Linked DNA regions of Oryctolagus cuniculus: region 2 is linked to region 1. Evidence: chromatin contacts called from public Micro-C data. All regions are on one chromosome and are shown on one strand. The core of a region is the stretch at or near the end of the contact, and the rest is flanking DNA. Distances in the headings are between cores, read along the strand shown. Region 1 holds the start of PPA2 (inorganic pyrophosphatase 2). Region 2 holds the start of TET2 (tet methylcytosine dioxygenase 2).

Region 1 (3,492 bases), core at 279-2,778:
AGCTGAGCTGTCCGAAGCCAGGAGCCAGGAGCTTCTTCTGGATTTCCCATGCGGGTGTAGGGGCCCAAGGACTTGGGCCATCCTCTACCGCTTTCCCAGGCCACAGCAGAGAGCTGGATCAGAAGAGGAGTAGCCAGGATACAAACAAGCGCCCATATGAGATGTCAGCACTGCAGGTGGTGGCTTTACCCTTAGGCCACAGTGCTGGCCCCTTCATGAACTTTTAATTCAACAGCAGGCACAATGAGCACCGGCCTAGTGGTTAAGATGCCACCTGGAACACATGCATTCCATATCTGTGTGCTTGGTTTGAGACTTGGCTCCTCTTCCTATCCAGTTTCTTGCTAATGTACCCCCTGGGAGGCAACAGTGATGACTCAAGTTGGATCTCTGCCACCCATCTGGGAGATCTGGACTGAGTTCTGGGCTACTGGTTTTGGCTTGGCCCTGCCCTGGCTGTTGTGGGCCTGTGGGGGAATGAACCAGCAGATGTAACATATTTCTCTCTCCAATAAAGTGAAAATAAATTAAACATTTGAAATACAATTGTTGGCAGGCCACACAGCTCACTAGGCTAATCCTTGCCTGCGGCGCTGGCACCATGGGGTCTAGTCCCGGTTGGGGCACTGGTTCTGTCCCTGTTGCTCCTCTTCCAGTCCCGCTCTCTGCTGTGGAGTGCAGTGGAAGATGGCCCAAGTCCTTGGGCCCTGCACCCACATGGGAGACCAGGAGGAGGCACCTGGCTCCTGGCTTCGGATCGCCGCAGCGCACCGGCCGTAGCAGCCATCTGGGGGGTGAACTAATGGAAGGAAGACCTTTCTCTCTGTCTCTCTTTCTCACTGTCTAACTCTAACTCTGCCTGTCAAAAAAAATACAATTATTTAAGTTCAACAGTAAATTTAACATTAAACATGGTGCTACATCATACAGAGATACCAAATATCAAGACTTCAGGGCTTTGCAGGCTTACAATGCAGTGGGCAGGAGAGAGTGAATTAGGGAACATGATAAATTCACAAATATACAGGTGTAGGACAAGTGCCCTTGCAGAATAAACATGTAAAAGAAAAAAAAAAGCGCGTCACCTCTACTTTGCCTAAATAGGAAAAAAACTTCATGGAGCAGATGGCATTTGAGGAAATTTCGTGCTTTTTAATTCTGTAAGTGTCTATCAAGTTCAAGTTTCCAGGAGGCCTGATCATGGCCTTATAGCGGCCTCTGTGTGCGCATGTTCGTCTCCAAAACTGGACATGCTACAGCAGTCCCTGACACAGAGGACGTTACTCTACTGCACTTCCCCAGTAAAACGATCGTATTATGGTAGTCAACATAGACGGGATAAGTGAAGGAAAGACAGGAAGGAGGGAGGAGCGGCAGTGTGCTCCTCAAGGGTGGCTGGGCCTGGTCTCTTGCACTACCGGCCAGGACTCTCAGATCCCACAGCCAGCGTCTGGGTCACGGCCCAAGGGCAGGAGTGAGGGCTCCGGGCGGTAGGGGGCGCCGGGGGGCGGCCGGGCCGCGGGCCCCAGCACCGCCCCGCGCCGAGCCGGACCTCAGTCTACGCCATGCGCGCGCTGCTGGCGCTGCTGCGCACGGGCCGGGGGTGGCGCGCGGGCAGCCCCGTCGCCGCCCACCCGCCGGCGGGAGCGAGGGCAAGGAGCGGGCCGCTGCGCGCCATGGCCCTGTACCACACGGAGGAGCGCGGCCGGCCCCACTCGGAGGACTACCGCCTCTTCTTCAGTAAGTAGCTCGCGCGCGGGCTGAGGCGTGGAGCGTGCGGAGTGGGAGGCGCGTAGGAGCCAGCGCCGCCTCGCGCGGTCCTCGCCTCCTTTGGGCCCTCCGCAGCCGCCGCGCGGTCGGGGCCACCTTCCGGCTCGCGGAGGCAAGGGAGCTGCCCGCGACAGGGGTGACCGGCCCAGGCCCAGGCCCCCGAGGCTTCGCTTCGCTGCCGGCGAGGGCCGCGGGGCAGCCTCAGCGGTGGGCGGAGCTACCGCGCGCAGCCGGGAGCCGGGCGGCCGCCGGCGGCTGGGCTCGGCCCACTCACTTGGGAAAGGAGGGTCGGGGGTCCCAGCCTGGGCGCCTGCACGCGGGGCAGAGGCAGGCGCCAGTGTGGAGAAACTGGCCCGGCGGCTCTTCTTGTCGGGGGCTGCGGGCTCTGTGGAGGGCTCGGTTCCCAGAAACGCTCATAGCTGTGCACCCCGAATGCCACCCGCAGTCCGGAGCCTCCTTGGCTCCAGGGTGGGCCGCTTTTCCTCTCCAGATCCAGCAAGCCCCGAGGGCGAAGTGATGTGCCTGTGCACATACAGGACAGGAAAGGGCCCGTTTTGCGTGGCTGCGCCGTGTCCCAGCCCCACGGTGCTCAGCTGTGTCGGTTGCTGTAACGTGGACACAGCGCTGTTGGTGGGGTTGCCTTCGCGCCGCCCTGATTCCGGAGCCCTGAGGGGAGCTGCAGGTTCCATCGCGTCGCGCGTGAACTTTCAGATCTCAGCTCCACTCTTGGGTCCTGCTTCATCTTTAAGCTCTGGAGTCTGGGCGAGTTTCCTAACTTGCCGTGCCTTGGTTTGTCTCATCTGTAAAATAGGACTGCAAGAATTATGTGAATGCTGTGTGTGAAGTGATAACAAGAGCCTCGAATAGAAATTACTGTCATTAAGAATCCCTTATCTGTAGTTTGTAAAATGCTTATAGTTATCCTGAACTTAAAGGACTTTTTTTTTTTTTAAGATTCATTTTATTTATTTGAAAGATGGTTAGAGAGGTGGAGACTGAGAGAGGTCTTCCATCCGCTGGTTCACTCCTCAAATGGCCCCAACGGCCAGAGCTAAGCTGATCCAAAGCCAGGAGCCAGGATGTTTTTCCTGGTGCTCCACGTGGATGCAGGGGCCCAAGGACTTGGGCTATCTTCCACTGCTTTCCCAGTCCACAGCAGAGATCTGGATCAGAACTGGAGCCATGGGAACTAACTGCACCCATATGGGATGCCGCCGGCACTGCAGGCTGGGTCTTTAACCTGTTGTGCCACAGCCCCACCTGGTTAAGTACTATTTTGTGGGAGAGAAAATAGAGCTTGCCTCAAATTTTGTGATGCAAAACTTGTACCAAATTTCAATTGGTACTAAAATTTCTGTTTTCTTCAAAATTGGTTGCTGCTTTTCCATGATGCAGTATTTTTTCAATCCTTGCTTGTTTAGGATTGATCAGGTGAACCAGAAACCTTAGCAAGAAGTCTCAAATTTCTTAACGTATTGCGTTCCCCAAGACTACAATCTGATGCCTACTGGGAATAGTTTTCTGTAAAAACAATGTGTAAAATAACAGTTAGCTTTTTAAGTAGATTCACAACAAACACAGAAGAAGCAATAAATGTGCTGGACACTGTGGTCAAGATTTAGTTATGGGACCGGTCTTCATAATGTCAATATGGTTAATCAAAGAAAAGGAAAAAACACTGAAAAATGTTTTAGTTGAATGTTAGTTGAGAAAAAACGGTCT
Region 2 (3,492 bases), core at 366-2,865, 300 kb after region 1:
GGGGGGCAGGGGACAGACCTTATTTCAATTCCTAAAACAATGCCATGAGAGCAGAAACCAGCACCGACTTCTCCAGCAGTGTGTCCAGGCCACACTTTATTTTGTCATAGGTAGAAAAACTCCACAGAACACTAGACAAGCAGTCCCAGTGAAAAGATTCAGAGTGATGAGTGTGTGTGTGGTGGGGTAGGGGCAGGAGAGGAGAGAAAGAGTAGAGAAGAGTAGAGAGGAGACACAGAGAGATAAAAGACTGTTACCAATCTGCCCTGCATTTCGTGGCCGGGATTGGGTTTCGCTTCTTTGGGCGCCCCTGACCTTGTCGGCTGCAACTCTCCCCGCTGCGCTCCCTCCCTGCGGCTCGCCCCCTCCCCGGGCCTGCGCCTGCCTTTGTGTCTGCCTGTCACTGCCCGGGGAGAAGCACAAAGCCAGGACACAGATTTGCCCACAAATTCTCTCACACCCATTCCCCAGGCTGGAAGACACAGCCCGGCGCAGAGCTCGTGTGCTCTTAAGAAAAGTGGGTTCCCGTCGTGTTTGGGGGCGCACTGAAACTCCTCTCTCACTCAGCGGCACTAACAAAACGCGCGGACTCACGGAAGAAAAAAAAAAAACACCACACTGCGCGTATCCCCACTCCACTGCCGTGACATTCGCCCAGAGCACCCCCAAAAGGGGGCAAGGAATGGAGAGACACACACCAAGCCCCAGTCCCAGGTCCTGCAGCAGATAAAAGGCTAAAAAAGCCACCACGCAAACCCAGGCGTCAGGGCTCTCATGGGGTGCTCGGGGATCCCCCAAAGCCGCGCTGGACTCTCAAGCAGTGGAGTGGGGGAGAGGATTAAAGGGAAAAGTGGTGCCCTCCCCCAAAGGTGAACTAGTTTAGAAAGGAAAGCAGAGAAGCCCCACTTTGCTGGGGATAAAAGGTCGGGGAGGCGGCTTGTCGGAGGCACAAAGGTAAGTTTTGGGGAACGAGGGTACGGGCAGGAGCAGGGGAGAGAAGAGAACACAGAACTGCAGGTTTACGGGGTGGGGGGGATTAAAACTATATTTGTCAGCCATGTTGAGGAGGCTCCAGTAATTTGTGAAGCTTCCCTCTTCCCTCTTGGTATTTGTGGGTGACACTACAGGGTTTGCTCCCCGGTCCCTGGAAGCCCGAGAGAAAGCAAGCGGGAGAGGAAAGAGAGAGTTTCACGGCAAAAGAGAAGCGCTCTGACCTCGTTCTCGTCCCTCAGCCTTGCGGCAATCCAGCAGTTGCAGTCGGGTCTCCTTTCTAACAAATCCTAAAGGGCAGCCATCTTGCTTCCTTCTGCTTCTCTACGAAAGCAGCCTAGCCTCCGCATCAATATTCATAAGGCAGTTTGACGTCTGTTCTCATCACTCGGCGGGGCTGGCGTCTCGGGGCGGCCGCGCCGAGGGGGCGGACGTGACTCGCATGCGAGTCGGGCCTGGGCGCGCGGCGCTCGCAGGAGGCGGCGGCGGCCGCCCGAGCTCTCCCCGCTGCCGGTGCCGCTGCTCTCCTCCTCCGCCCCGGCCGCCGCCTCCTCCTCCGCACGAGCCTCCTCCTCCTCCTCCTCCTCCTCCTCCTCCTTCCCCCCAACCCCCGCCGCCGCCGCCGCCGCCTCCTCCTCCTCCTCCTCCTCCTTCTCCTCCCGGCTCTCCTCCGCCCGGGCCGCCTCCTTCTCCGCCCCTGCCTCTGCTGCCGCCCTGGGGTCCTCAACTCCAGCTCCCTGGGAATCAGCCCCCCAGCCCTGGGCGCCCGGCAGGAAAGCCGGCGGCACCTGCGGGCCCTGTAATGGGGCGAGCTTCTCGCTGGGCGGTGAGGCCCTGGAGCGGTGCGCTCAAATGAGCGCAGGAGGGGCGGTTCAGTGTGAGACCTGGGACCCGGGACTCGGGACCCCCAGTCGGCGTTCACCACAGGGAGGAGGCGCGGGCCAGGCACCAAGGGGGAAGCTGGTGCGGGCGCCTGGACAGGGACGTGTGCTCGCAGATTTCCGTTGGAAACTTTGTTGGTCCCACACTTCACGACCCTCTTGGAGGTCTGAGCGCACACAACCCAGTGCGCGCCCAGCCCCGCCTCTGCGCCTGTACCCCAAATCGCCCCTGCTCACAGGTAGCGCCACACCCGTCGCTGCCTGCCGGCTCCGGCCCTAACCCGCCCTCCGACCCCGCCACTCGCACCCATCCGCAGGCACCTCGGGTCGCACCCACCTTCCCTTCCCAGACCCGCATCCCCATCGCCTTTGAGTGCGCTCGCCCAGCCTTCTCTCCCGCCGCACTCTCGCTCCGCACAAGCACTCCGCAGTGTCGCTGAGGGCATGCCCTCGGTGCTCTAGGGGCCTGTGTTTCCAGAGACTCTACAAATTGGGAAATTGACCGGAGTCGCATCTCTCCCCGCCCCAGCTCACCTTCTGTTTACTTGGGCCACGTGGGCTGGGAAGCTAAGGGAGCCTCCGCGGTCCCAAGATGAGTTTCTCACCAGTGACCCTCTCATCCGTTTCAAAGATTGCCTCCTGTAAATGTCTTTATTTCGAGGAAATTCCCACCCGGGCAGTGAAGTAATGAGGAAGCCGACCGGTGCTGAGCTATACTCCTAATGAAGAACGCCCGATTCCCCGCGATGTCCCGGACTAAGTGCCCAAGTGCGTCCTTTCTTAGACGGTCGTCTTTTCTGTGGCTGGGTAGTTTTATTTCTCTTTTACGGCTTCTTTTTTCTATTTATCAACTTTTTAATTGAAAGAACAAAGTCCATATAAATCGTGGTGGGTTTTGGAGTATACGCTCTCATCTTGAACTTTTCGCATGGCTGAAATTCAAATTTTCAGATAGGTATCTTGGACCCTTCTTTAACAGGATCACAGCATTGTGATCACAATACCCGAAGTCAACCCTGGTTGGGGGGTGAGTAAAGGGAGGCCTTTTCCTAATTTCATGAAATCGCAGTGTTTCCTTTGAGTTGTCTAAAACGACAACCCTTAACATGTATCACATTGTTTCCAAGTGTGATCTAACGAAACATTGTTTAGTCCGTGTTGACACAAAGTTGACTCAGATTTCCGATTTTGCATAGACCAAGCAAAATCCCTCGTTTTCACCCTCAGCATCTCGTGTAAACGTCTTTTTCTACTGTACACTAATAGGTCATGAAGTTCTGGCAATTAATTACTAATGCCAAATCTAAACTGTTTTGAAAGTTCCCTGAGATTTATTTCAACTTTATAAAGTTCCCCAGAGACCGCAATATACATTTAAGTGGTACATGGTATTGCAGAGCTTTTGAAAAGCATGAGCTTGGGTTGGACAGACTTGAAGATTTCTGACGCCATCTCTTACTAATTGTGTGACTTTCCTTAATCACTCTATAAAAACAGTGGAGTTGTTGTGAGGATAGACTAAGACACTAGCTAAATCCGGGTGGTTATTACTATTACCAATTACAAGCCACCTATTTCCAGGCCTATAGAAATGAGTAATTATATGTTGCTATACTTAATA

The links. A called contact is a pair of places that touch in the nucleus more often than the background predicts.
Region 2: a Micro-C map of ear pinna shows a contact between it and region 1, with 7 times the contacts expected there. The contact joins the promoter of TET2 here to the promoter of PPA2 in region 1. A contact is called at or near these places in 4 of 6 Hi-C or Micro-C datasets (ear pinna, psoas muscle, skin fibroblasts and 1 more).

The regions. Positions count from the first base shown.
Region 1 is chr8:59,721,984-59,725,475 of mOryCun1.1, forward strand. PPA2 (inorganic pyrophosphatase 2) reads left to right here and starts at 1,529. Exons shown (of 11, transcript XM_051820137.2): 1 at 1,529-1,740. The coding sequence starts at 1,566.
Region 2 is chr8:60,019,763-60,023,254 of mOryCun1.1, forward strand. TET2 (tet methylcytosine dioxygenase 2) reads right to left here and starts at 1,616. Exons shown (of 11, transcript XM_002717196.5): 1 at 1,215-1,616.